Regions from separate parts of the Mus musculus genome. Here regions 2 and 3 are each linked to region 1. Evidence: chromatin contacts called from public HiChIP or PLAC-seq data. All regions are on one chromosome and are shown on one strand. Each heading gives the region's core, a stretch centred on a gene start, on an enhancer-like site or on the middle of the called end of the contact. The rest is flanking DNA. Distances are from core to core; before and after follow the strand shown. Region 1 holds the start of Eif2ak1 (eukaryotic translation initiation factor 2 alpha kinase 1). Region 2 holds the start of D130017N08Rik (RIKEN cDNA D130017N08 gene). Region 3 overlaps Eif2ak1 (eukaryotic translation initiation factor 2 alpha kinase 1).

Region 1 (3,654 bases), core at 940-3,439:
CTGAACAACGTTAACAACGTTAGCGGAGCGGAGCAGAAGCTCAGCTGCGGGGCACTTGACGAGCGTTCACAAGATCCTAGCTCAATCCCCGGCTTAACAAATAAATAAAGTATTGTTACTGTATTATTTTGTTTTTAGACAGGTTGAAGGATTAATCTAAGGTAATACTTTTGAAACACTGGTGACAGCTGGGCGTGGTGGCGCACGCCTTTGATCCCAGCACTTGGGAGGCAGAAGCAGGTGGATTTCTGAGTTCGAGGCCAGCCTGGTCTACAGAGTGAGTTCCCGGACAGCCGGGGCTACACAGAGAAACCCTGTCTCAAAAAAAAAAAAAAAAAAAAAAAAAAAAAAAAAAAAACCAAAACCAACCCTGGTGACTAATGAAAGAAAACGAATGTCTTGGAATACAGACTGGCTTCGAGACTGCGGTCTGCTGCAGCGAGACTGCGGTCTGCTGCAGCGAGACTGCGGTCTGCTGCAGCGAGACTGCGGTCTGCTGCAGAATTCCTACAGCGAACTGCGATTGCTCATTGAGGCTTTGACTTTTCTGACTCCACCGTGAACTGGCAGTATGATCTCTTCAAAGCATTCAGACCACCTGTAAGACATCACCTAACTCTTGGCCTTACACCCATTAAAAGTGATACTGAACGTTCCACAGACCTTTCTATGTTTAAAGGCAAAGAATCAGCTGTGGGTGAATACTCGTCATCTCTTTAGAAGAGGCATCACCACGGAAGCAGAGCCGTATTAACAGGAAGAGGGCAGAAGTTCGAAAGTTTGTCCTCGCTCACTCCCTTCCGGAATAATCTTTGGTGTGCAGACACTCTTATCACGGCGTCACAGAAGAGATGGACCTGCATGTTTACAGCTGGGCCCTCTCCTAGGACACACACTTGCTCGGCTCACGGGCTACAGTAACATGCCACTTGCCGTGTGGGGAAAATCTGCATATTCATTTAAAAGTTATCTTACAACCAGCCTCTATACAGCCTACTGAGTCACCACGATGAACAACTTTTATTTCTCATTGTGGTCAATTATTACAGGCAGGATTTAAAAATGAAAATGGAGAAGAAAAAAAAAAAACCCTGAATTTAGTGTACACTCCTAACTCCACTACAACATACTCATTTCTAGCTTTACTGTAACCTTATAAGCATTCTGTGTATACAGCTAAAACCTCCTTGGATGTATGTTTTGGGGGCTGGAAGATAAACCCAGGATCTCACTCATCCTAAAACATTCTCTGTCACTGCTCCACCGTCATTATCCTTTTTTGTTAGTTCGAGATAGAGTCGTATGTACTTCAAACTGCCCTGGAACTCAACATGAAGCTCAGGCTTGCCCTTCAAGTCCCGATCCTCCTGCCTCCACTTTCCATACGTCTGGGTTACAAGAGTGCACCACGACTCGGTGTATTCACTATCGAGAGCACAATTTCAGTTTTAAAACGGCTCAAGCAACTGGTACCAACCAACTGCACTTTCTGTAAAATACCAGAACGTTAACCTACATAAGAATCGATGTTTTGAAGACGACGCGCCTTACGTTACACAATTTGATTTACATGTATCAAAAGCCTCAAGAAAACTGGAGCGTTCGTGTACTACCTCGCTAAAAGAAATCATTACTTATCTAATCTTTACTTATCTAATCTCATTCTAGCAGTGAACAAAGATTACACTCAGCGAAGAAAAACAAGAAGCGAAAAGCGGCCTCGGGGAAGTGGCGCAAAACAGAAGTCAAGAAATACAAATGCCCACAAACGGGTAGAGCGTAGACGCTCTTGTAGTAAATATTTACCTAACCCTTGACAGCCTGCCCGCCACCTCCCGGTGCCCTACAGCTCTGGGCCCGAGTTCGAGCCCCGAGGCGGCCTAGGATCTTAGGTGACCACCGGGGACCACTGGCGCGCAGGAACTCATATGAACAGCGAACCGTGGGACTGCGCGAGCCATCCCTGTCTCACCATCATACTTGGGGTCCGACACCTCTGCGGGGAAGTCGATGGCAGGAGGCGCGGCCACCGCCCCCGCCGCGTCGTCGTCCGTGTCGCGCTCGCCGTCCACGGAGCTGCCCCCCAGCATTGCCGTTCGGAGCGTGGATAGTAACCTCGCTCTGCCGGTCCCCAGACGCTGCCGGCCACTAGAGCCTCCCCCCAAGCCGGAAGTAACACAAGAGCCAACGGAAGTCCCGCCCCAGTGACCAGGAAGTTTCTGTAGGGGGGCGGGCTCTCGCTGTCCCGCCCCTTTTTTCTCTAAAGGAAATGATTGGCTGATCCACTGCGGGTGTGCCCCGAGTGGGCAGGACAAGCAGGGGTGTGCTGGCGCGGCGTGGTGCGGCGCTGCCTGTGTAGGAAGGACCTTTCTCCTTGACCCTGTGGGTTGTGTCTGGTTCTCTGTTCTTCCCATATTATCCCTGTAGGCATCATAAACGCTCAGATCTCACACCTGCAAACTTTTCTCTGGAAAGTATAATAAGCAAGGGGACCCACACTCGGAAAGACAAAGACCGCGTGTTTCTCGCTCAAATGCAGATATCCTAACCTGTAATGGATATACGTGGGAGTAAGTGTGGGTAAAGCCTAACAAACCAGAAAGAAGACCAGAGAGAGTGAAAACTGATGTTGGGGCAAGGGCAAAGTAAATAAACCGAGGGGAAGATACATGGTGCGCGGGGGAGGGAGCGGGGAGACCGGGAAAGTAGAAGCAGTATTTTATGGATGTTGGTATATCAACTCTGCCTTCATATGTGTGTCTGTTGCCTATGGAGGCCAGAAGAGGGCATCAGATCCCCTGGGACTGGAGTTACAGAGGACTGATAACTGATGAGAATTGGACTAGGTCCTCTGCAAGAGCAGCAAATGCTGTTGACTACTGAACCGTCTCTCCAACCTCTTCTTTGTGTTTTAATTTCGAAAATCCAGCCATCTAAGGGACCTAATTTTAGAAGTGATGCATATATATATATATATATATATATATATATATATATATATATATATATGTACATGTATATGTATAAGTGATACGTATATATATAAAATAACTATCTTTTAAAAAAATCACCCATCGTAGTGGTTTATATGCTTCTAATTTTTAAATTTGAGCACTTGAGAGGTAGAAATGAGAGGACCAGGTGTTCAAGTACATAGTGAGTTTGAGGCCAGGCTGACTTAAATGATACCCTGTTTCAGAACAAAAACAAATTTATCTACAAGTCCTGACTCGAGTAGAGCAAACTTGCTTTGATCCATCACAGACCATAGCAAAATGGGAAATGCCAGAGAGAATCTAATCTAAAGGAAATTCTTGGGTTTTGAGACTAACTTTCCAGTTGGTTTCAAACCAAAGGTTTTTTTTTTCCTTGTGACCACCTGGAACCCACCCACCCACCTCCAAAGCTACCCTAGATGATGAAGTTAAGATTCAAAAATCGATGCTGGGACTTGGGAGTAAGTTTACTTGTTGCTCAAGCCTAAGGACCTGAATTCAAATCCCCAGAAACCCACACAAAAGCCATTGGCTACAACTGTGCATGTTATACTAGAACCTGCAAGGGACAGAAACTGGAGAATCCTTGGGGCTTGTTGGCCAGCCAGTCTTACCTAATCAGAGAGCTCCAGGATCGATGAGGAGCCCTGTCTCAAAC
Region 2 (3,790 bases), core at 470-2,969, 59 kb after region 1:
GAATGAACATTACATGCCTGTAAGATACGTTCGAGACACCAGAGTAGATATCTTGACCCTCTCATCTGTTTTTAAGGGAAGAAAAATAAAATCACACTGATATTTGGACTGTCAGAGACTCTAAAGTATTTGTTAAGGGGTAATTTGTGACACAGGAGGAATTAATAAACAAGTTCAACTATGTCTCAGGCATCAGGCTGGGGTGAGAACTGGCCAGGAAAACTTTTGTTTACTTGGTGCCAGGCAACACTTGTGATGTCATCGAGATTAGAACCCTCACTTGGTAGGTCCTCACCTACACAGTGACAGTTAGCGTGCAGACTCGGCTGACTCAGCAGGTGAGCACACCTACTTTTGCTCTCTCTCTCCTCCTCCTCTCGACTTGGTGTGATGCTGGGGGTCCGACCCAGGGCCTTGCCTGACCTAGACAAGCAAAGCACGACTGAGCGACACCCCAGCCACTTCTGCTGTGGTTCTTTTTAAAATATTTTTCCGCTTTTCAGTTTTCTGGCACAAGGTATCACTCTCTTGCCCAGGCTGGTCTAGAACACACAGTGTCATCTAGGCTAGCCTCTCAGTCAGCGATCCTTCTGCCTCAGTCTCCCAGGTGCTGGGATTACAGGAGCGTACCACATCTGGCTTGCCTTCTTCACTTCCTCCAAGGCGAATGGCTAAGGAATCCTCACTGAATTCCTTGGGTCAACTAAGACATCTTACATGGCGATTTCCACAATTAACCGCCAACATGAGAGGGTTGCTCCAATTTCAATCCTTTTGGCTTTGAGGCCTCAATGTCAGTACAAGAGGCAAAGGATATATTATTACATTGCTTTAAAAAACAAAAAACCTTTTCAAGAAAGTACACAAAGCTTCTGACAAAGCTTTAACAAACGCCTAGCCAGTAGCACAGTGCTGTAATTCCCAGCACTTATGCAGGATGAGAGGCAGGTAGGGGGTGCCAAGGCAAACCCCAGCTACAGCCCAAGTTTACAGACAGCTGAGCTAAAGCACACCCAGTCTGAAAAAAAACAAAGGCTGGACATGATGTCAGGCCCTGTAATTGCAGCATTGTAAGGCAGAGACAAGATTAGCACAAGTGTATGGGCTGTTCACAGCAAGACCTCATCTCAAAAATAAATGAGAAAAAAAGTTACCCTAATATTTTTAGTACCATTATAACAGTGGGTCCTAAAATAATGTCATTTTTGGCAGGGGTTGAGAAAACTATCTCCACGCACACGCACATGCACACACTGGTGAATAAGGATGAAGTTTTACTTAACCTGTGCCACGGCCCTTCATTTGGGAAGGAGATCTGGATGTTACCTAACTTGCAGGTTCCAAGTGAGATTAAATAGCTGGCGTATTTACAGCAGGCTCTCGGGAACTCATACCCCGTGTTGTGATCTTTGGTGAGCTCGGATCCTGTAGCCTTGGATCTTAGGAGATTTGTTTAAATTAACGCGCACCAATTCTTTTTTTCAGATCGATTTCAACTCGACTGCGAATCTGTGCGGTCGGGTCGGGTAGTCTTTTTTTTTTTACTTAGGTGAGCTGGAAACACATTCTCCAACACGCTTTGCATGGTCCTTAGCTAGAGCCTCAGCTGCTACCTAGATTCATATTTCCTGGTCCTTCAACATTAACAGGGGCTGGGTCCGAGGGTCCACAGTTTCTGAAGCATCACTGTATCTGAACTCCCAGAGGCCGGTGCTGTCCGTTAGTAACGCCCACTGCGCGCGGGATGCAGGGACAGCTCGCAGGCGCACTGCGCTGGCCGCGCTCGGCACCCGTAGGGTTAGGTTGGGGCGCAGTAACTGGAAGTGTCCCCTCCCCGGGAGGAAGTTACACATTGGCCTCTTGCGCCTGGTGGAGATAGAACTTCCGCCGGCTCCGCCCCCTTCCACTTCCGGTAGGGAAGAATGGGTTGGTCCCACATGGGCAAAAACTGGCTGGAAGACTTTAGTGGTGGCGTTTTGGGAGCGGCAGCCAAGGGTCGCATTCGACTGTGTGGCCCTCCTGCCGCCTTTACAAACTGTCTTTCAGAGAACCTAATCCCCTTTGACCATGACACCTAATTTCAGTCATTCTGCTGTGACCAAAAGTAAGCTCCGTGTCCACAATGGCCTCCTACCTTATACTCCCAAACACTATACATCCATGTAATATATATTTAAGAGCCACCCGGGTTTGGTTCTTTTGTCTTACTCAGACATCATGAGTAAGGAGTCTGGTGTGGTGGCCCATGTCATTAATCCCAGCACTTAGGAGTAGAAGCAAGTGTGTTAGGAGTTATATATCATCCTGAGGTGTATAGACCATTTGGTGAGAGCCTGGGCTACATTCAATGTATGTATAGAAAGAGGGAGGGAGGAAAGGAGAAGAGAGACCAAGGAGAGGGGAAATGCTGAGCAGTGAGGAGGCGCTGGTAGGCTATTGACTAGTTGACCTGGGCCTCCAAGTTCAAAACAGGAGCTAGGCTGGACTATTTAAGTCCTGAGAGTCACAGGCTTATGGTTTCAGGCCCTGACCCTAACCTGGAGTCTACTCTTCATATCACCACCTCAGGCCTGCCATACTTATTTCAAAAACCTAAATATAGCAAAAGATTTATGGGCCTAATGTAAAAAGATGGCAATGGCTTACTGCTTCTAAATTGTAGTCAAACCTAGTGAGGTATCAATATTTGTAATCTGGACATATGGGAAATAAAGACAGGGTGAGGAGGAGGTAATTACACAATTAGGTAAGGGCTACGTGAAGCCCTGTCTGAGAAAGCTGAGACAAACGGCTTTGGGTCGAAAAGGGTATGTGTAGCGAGAGTATTACAGCCATCATGACATTGTCCATAATGCAAATGAAGGATCGAGTTTGTACCAAAGGCCTTCAGGGAGAGTTGGGCAGGGGTAGCATCCTCCCCTGGCCCCTGTGAAATGGCTTCAGGGGCCTGTAGAGTTTCCTTTATTCTGTCTTGTTTAGGAATGCTGCTTTCTAAGGCCGGTGGTCTAGACCGGCTGTAACCATGGCAGGTCTTCAGCCATGCTTGCAGTGCAGCTGCTGTGGGGTCCTCACCATGACTGCAGTGTGGACGGCATGCGAGCTGCCCTGAGAGATGCACCACCTCAGCAATGAGGGTGCGCTTGACTGGCAGCTCCCACTCAACAGAAATGCCTTCCTCTGTTGGCGCTTTTGAAAAGGGTGTCATGCATCCTAGGCTGGCCTGTAGCGGACAGAAACTTGAACTCTTCATCCTCTGGTGTGCATCTCCCAAGGACTGGATGTACACACTTGCAAAACTATGAGAGATTATAAATATATTTTTCATAGATATATAATTTTTGTCCAATGACACCCAACAGAAGATACCAACAGAGGCCTCCTACTTTTACATCTACTTTTACACAAGCAATCCCATCAACCGAGAAAAGCCTTTCATCCCCAGGCACACGGACTGACACTCATTATTTGATTGTGATCAACTAAACCTAGAAGCTACAACATGAAAAGTAAAAGGACAACTACAATAGTCTCGTTAGGACCGTATGGCTTGATAATTACATAAACCAAGGGAGGGTGAGACCAGCGACACAGGAGCAGAAGATAGCCTTGCAAATCAGACGCACGAGCTAGCACCTCCAAGAGTGCTGGGAAGAAATGGGGTCCTGTAGAATATTTCTGTGATGCTAGGTTTGGGGGCTGGGGAGATGGCTCGCTCAATAAGAGCAATCACAGCACAAGTAAGAGGACATGAGATCAAGTCTCCAGTGCCCATGTAAAAGCCAGCGCGGCC
Region 3 (3,770 bases), core at 919-3,418, 57 kb before region 1:
CAACTCCCAGCCTTAAACTCCTGACTGATGCTGCTTCCTTACAGGCTTTTAAGAGTTTGTGAGTAAGGTAAAAGGCCAATGGTGGTCTCCTAAAAGAAGTAGCAGCAGTCAAATGAACGGTGGCGTTTGCTGGACACGGTTGCACACTCTATAATCCCAGCAGGAGGACCTCCAGCAGAAAGACAGTTTGGGTTGCACAAGACTTTTGAGTCAAAACAAACAAACAAACAAACACAACAAAACAAACAAACCAACCAAGCAGGGAAGAGGGCTGTGGGGAAGGCTCTGTGGAGAAAGCATTTGCTATCTGTGAGCATGAGGGCTGCAGTGCAGAGCCCTGTGCTAATATACGTGCCTGCCAGGCATGGTGGCCCACCTGCAATTTCAGCAGTAAGGAGGAAGAAACAAGGGAGCCCAGAGCAAGCGAGCTGGCTAGACTAAATGAATCACAAAGTTTCGCATGCAACAAGACCTCCATATGTAATGGGAAGCAAGATGGAGAAAATAGCTTTATCAACCTCTGGCCTCAAAGTGCAGTGGCACACGGGTGCATGCAAACATATTCACTCAAACACAGAGAGAGCCGGGCGGTGGTGGTACACACCTTTAATCCCAGCACTCAGGAGGCAGAGGCAGGCAGATTTCTGAGTTCCGGGCCAGCCTGGCCTACAAAGTGAGTTCCAGGACAGCCAGGGCTACACAGAGAAACTCTGTCTTGAAAAAACAAAAAACAAAACAAAACAAAACAAAAAAACAAAAAACAAAAAACCAACAAACAAATACAGAGAGACGGAGAGGGAGAGCTTTCTTGATGCCAGCACTCAGAAAGTGTGCACATCTACACACTCAAACACACATACAGATAAAGACTTTATGCCTGCCAGGAGGACCAAGAATTTAAGATCAGTCTCAGTATATGGCAAACGTGAAAGCAGCCCCTGCTACATGAGACCCTGCCTCAAATACACAGAGGAGGGAAGGGCAAGCTGAAGAGAAGCCGCATGCAGTGGGGAACATGAGAAGCAAAGGAAACTTTCGAGCAGTGCATGGTGCAGGCCTCAGGCTGTGCGCTTTCCTAGAGCAGACAGACATGGCTGTGGGCAAGGCCTGTAACCCAGCATGCTGGACGGCAGCAGGAGGAGAAGCTAACGTCCAGGCCAGACTGGGCTACACAACAAGACTATGTCTCAAAACACAAAGAATAAAGGAGTAATTTTTATAAACTTGTTGATTTCTTTGACTTATCTGAGTTAGTGAAAAAGCACAGGATACATACCTGATTTTCTGCATGTAAGAATTATCTTGACAAGGATCCTAAAACCAAAATATTGTCTTTAAGAACCACATGAAACATTTGATGAACAAGGAATCAAACTCAACACCCCAGTAACTCATATGCTCAAATCCCCAAGGCAGACCACAGTCCAGGACTTTACTTCTCTACAGGGGATTTTGTGAAACACGTTTCTCTACGTAGCAAAACTTGGCCTTAGACTCATAATCCTGCCTTAACTTGCTGGGTACTTGAATTACAAACCTGAGTCCTCAACATAAGGATAATAGCTTTCGCTTGTTTGTTTTTGATAAAGGGTGTTGATGTAGCCTTGGCTAGCCTTGGTCACCATGCAGACCAAGCTAGTCTCAAACTTACAGCTATCCTCTTTGGCTCTGTCTGAGTGCTGGGATTATAGGACTAAACCACGCGCCCAGCTAAAATAACATTATAATGTTACTTAATAGTTCATGATTTTAAATATTTCCAAGCTGAGAACTGATCTGCAAGGAGCTCCATGAGAGTAAACTGACTTCACTTCAAAAATGTCTGTAGAAACCGACTCCTCCCACCTCCACTGTGACCACCCGCTTTGGAGCCCTCCTCCTGCCCATGCCCTGCCCTTGACTCTCTCCACCATGGAGACTTGCAGCATGGGCTCAGATGTGAGCCTGTTAAAATGTTCTTATGCTCCGAATCCTGCAATGTTCCTGTGCCCACTCTGTGTAAAACCAAGTTCCTTAAAATGCTCTCAAGATCATGTCTGTCATCCCAGCACTCAGGCAGCTTAGATTGGAGATAGAGAGAGCTGAGGCCAACATGGACTGCAGAGTTCAAGAAATGCCTGGGCTATAGTGCTGCTGTGACTGCCCAGCCCCGACTCATTGAGGAAGGCGGGAGGAGGGAACAATCCCACATTCTCATGGCCCCTCCCACCCTGTTACTCCTCCCCTTTACCCACTCTGTCTAAAAGCAAGGCAGCCTTGCAAAAATGAGCAGCACACCACCACCAGCACACACTTAGCTACCGCTCCATCGAAGTCCTTGGCTCTGCCTGGAACACTTCACCCCAGGCCCCTGCAGTTAACTCCCTCTCAGCCATGGACATGACCACTCTTTCTCAGTGAGGCCCGGGTGTCCACAAGCCCCTCCCAATGTTCCCTAAGCCCTCCACTACCTGCCTGTGTGCCCCCCCCCCCCCACATCTGTTCTAACTTTCCCTACTGTTTCCTGCCCCCTGCATCAGAACATAAGCTTCATGGAGGGTTAGACTATTTTCTTTCCTTCCCCCCTCCCATAAAATGGTATAGCATAGTAAATATTAGTAACAACAATTAATATTGTCAATTTGACCAAGTTTGTATTTAAGAACAATTCCTATAACTAAAATTAAGTAATGCTTTAAAAATTATCATTCTTTTTCTATTTCTTTTGTGTGTGTGTGTGTGTGTGTGTGTGTGTGTGTGTGCGCTGGGGATAGAGCCCACACTAGGCACACCAGGCAAATGCCTTGCCACTGAACTACACAAAACACAGGAAAACAACAGTGTTCCGTTTCCTTCCTTTCTTTCTTACTGCATTTCATGTGTATGAGTGTTTTTGCCTACAAGTACTGACTTCATTCAGTGCCCGATGTTTGTGGCGATCACCACACAGTGAGTTACCAATGGCTGTGATCCACCCTGTAGGTGCTAGGAACCAAACGTGGGCCCTGTGCAAATGCTCGTAATGGCTGAGCTATGTCTTCAGCTCACACATATGGTTGCTCTAAGACTCAAATGTATTTGTCATACAAAGTACACCCGGTAGGGCTTACCTGACGGACTCTCTCTTTGGCAGACCTCATTAAATGAGTGATGGCTCTGTTGTGGTGGAGTCTCAGAGAGCTAAACTCATCACTGCAGGTAAAGGAAGAGAGCAGCCCCATCTTGATAAAAGTCTGGCACAGTACTATAAGAAAAAAGCCATGATAAGCTATTATTAGAAAACTGACAACAGGCAGGACAAGGTAAGCGAACCTGTAACCCCAGCATGCAGGACACTACAAAGGATCCTGAGTCCAAAGTCACCTATCAGCTGCCCGGCAAGTTTAAGGCTATCCTGGGCTAAATGAGACCTTGTCTCAAAAAGGGAGGGGGACACAATAGATAGACATATAGGTTGTGTACCAGATGCCGCAATAAAAGGTGTTTCTGTAGAGATATCCTTAATTTATGCATAAAGAAATACAGACAGGGTGAAGTGTAGTGGTTCACACTACACCAGAAATGGAAGAGGAAGAGAAAAACCAAGATGGAGAGAGAGAACAGGGGAAGAGGGAGAACACAGGAAAAACAAGGAAAAGACAGGAAAGTACAAGAGAGAAAGAATAGGGAGGGTGTGGTGGTGCACGCCACTGACCTCATCCATCAAGAGGCCTCAGAGGCAGGTGGATCTCTGTATGAAGCCAGCCTGGTCTACAGAGTGAGTTCCAGGTCAGGCAGGGCTTCACAGAGAA

What was found. HiChIP or PLAC-seq counts read pairs in DNA pulled down with a chosen protein or histone mark.
Region 2: an H3K4me3 HiChIP or PLAC-seq map of embryonic stem cells shows a contact between it and region 1, with 50 read pairs. The contact joins the promoter of D130017N08Rik here to the promoter of Eif2ak1 in region 1. A contact is called at or near these places in 2 of 15 datasets of contacts at CTCF or cohesin (CD8 T cells and pro-B cells), 2 of 484 Hi-C or Micro-C datasets (bone marrow-derived macrophages and nephron progenitors), 15 of 115 datasets of contacts at active chromatin or transcription factors (the 230-238 cell line, the SCID.adh cell line, bone marrow-derived macrophages and 8 more) and 3 of 9 other capture datasets (adipose tissue, liver and pancreatic islet).
Region 3: a contact with region 1 is called in an H3K4me3 HiChIP or PLAC-seq map of fetal liver, with 3 times the contacts expected there. The contact joins the enhancer-like site here to the promoter of Eif2ak1 in region 1. A contact is called at or near these places in 5 of 39 promoter capture datasets (Sertoli cells, cancer-associated fibroblasts, embryonic stem cells and 1 more), 1 of 15 datasets of contacts at CTCF or cohesin (large pre-B cells), 7 of 484 Hi-C or Micro-C datasets (CD8 T cells, the G1E-ER4 cell line, bone marrow-derived macrophages and 3 more), 56 of 115 datasets of contacts at active chromatin or transcription factors (the 230-238 cell line, CD8 T cells, DN3 thymocytes and 36 more) and 5 of 9 other capture datasets (adipose tissue, embryonic stem cells, liver and 2 more).

What each region holds. Positions count from the first base shown.
Region 1 is chr5:143,816,327-143,819,980 of GRCm38.p6, reverse strand. Eif2ak1 (eukaryotic translation initiation factor 2 alpha kinase 1) reads right to left here and starts at 2,189. Exons shown (of 15, transcript NM_013557.2): 1 at 1,973-2,189. The coding sequence starts at 2,090.
Region 2 is chr5:143,756,283-143,760,072 of GRCm38.p6, reverse strand. It overlaps D130017N08Rik (RIKEN cDNA D130017N08 gene), which reads right to left and starts at 1,719. Exons shown (of 2, transcript NR_015486.2): 1 at 1,284-1,719. It also overlaps a transcript of Usp42 not described here.
Region 3 is chr5:143,873,204-143,876,973 of GRCm38.p6, reverse strand. Eif2ak1 (eukaryotic translation initiation factor 2 alpha kinase 1) reads right to left here. Exons shown (of 15, transcript NM_013557.2): 3 at 3,090-3,223; 4 at 1,277-1,314. Among named protein-coding and RNA genes, the nearest start is that of Ankrd61, 20 kb to the left of the region's middle. Within about 2 kb of position 2,168, at least 9 of the 459 cell types and tissues checked have an H3K27ac peak or open chromatin away from gene starts, as enhancers often do. A contact at or near this core is called in epiblast stem cells, fetal liver and trophoblast stem cells, where this site is marked.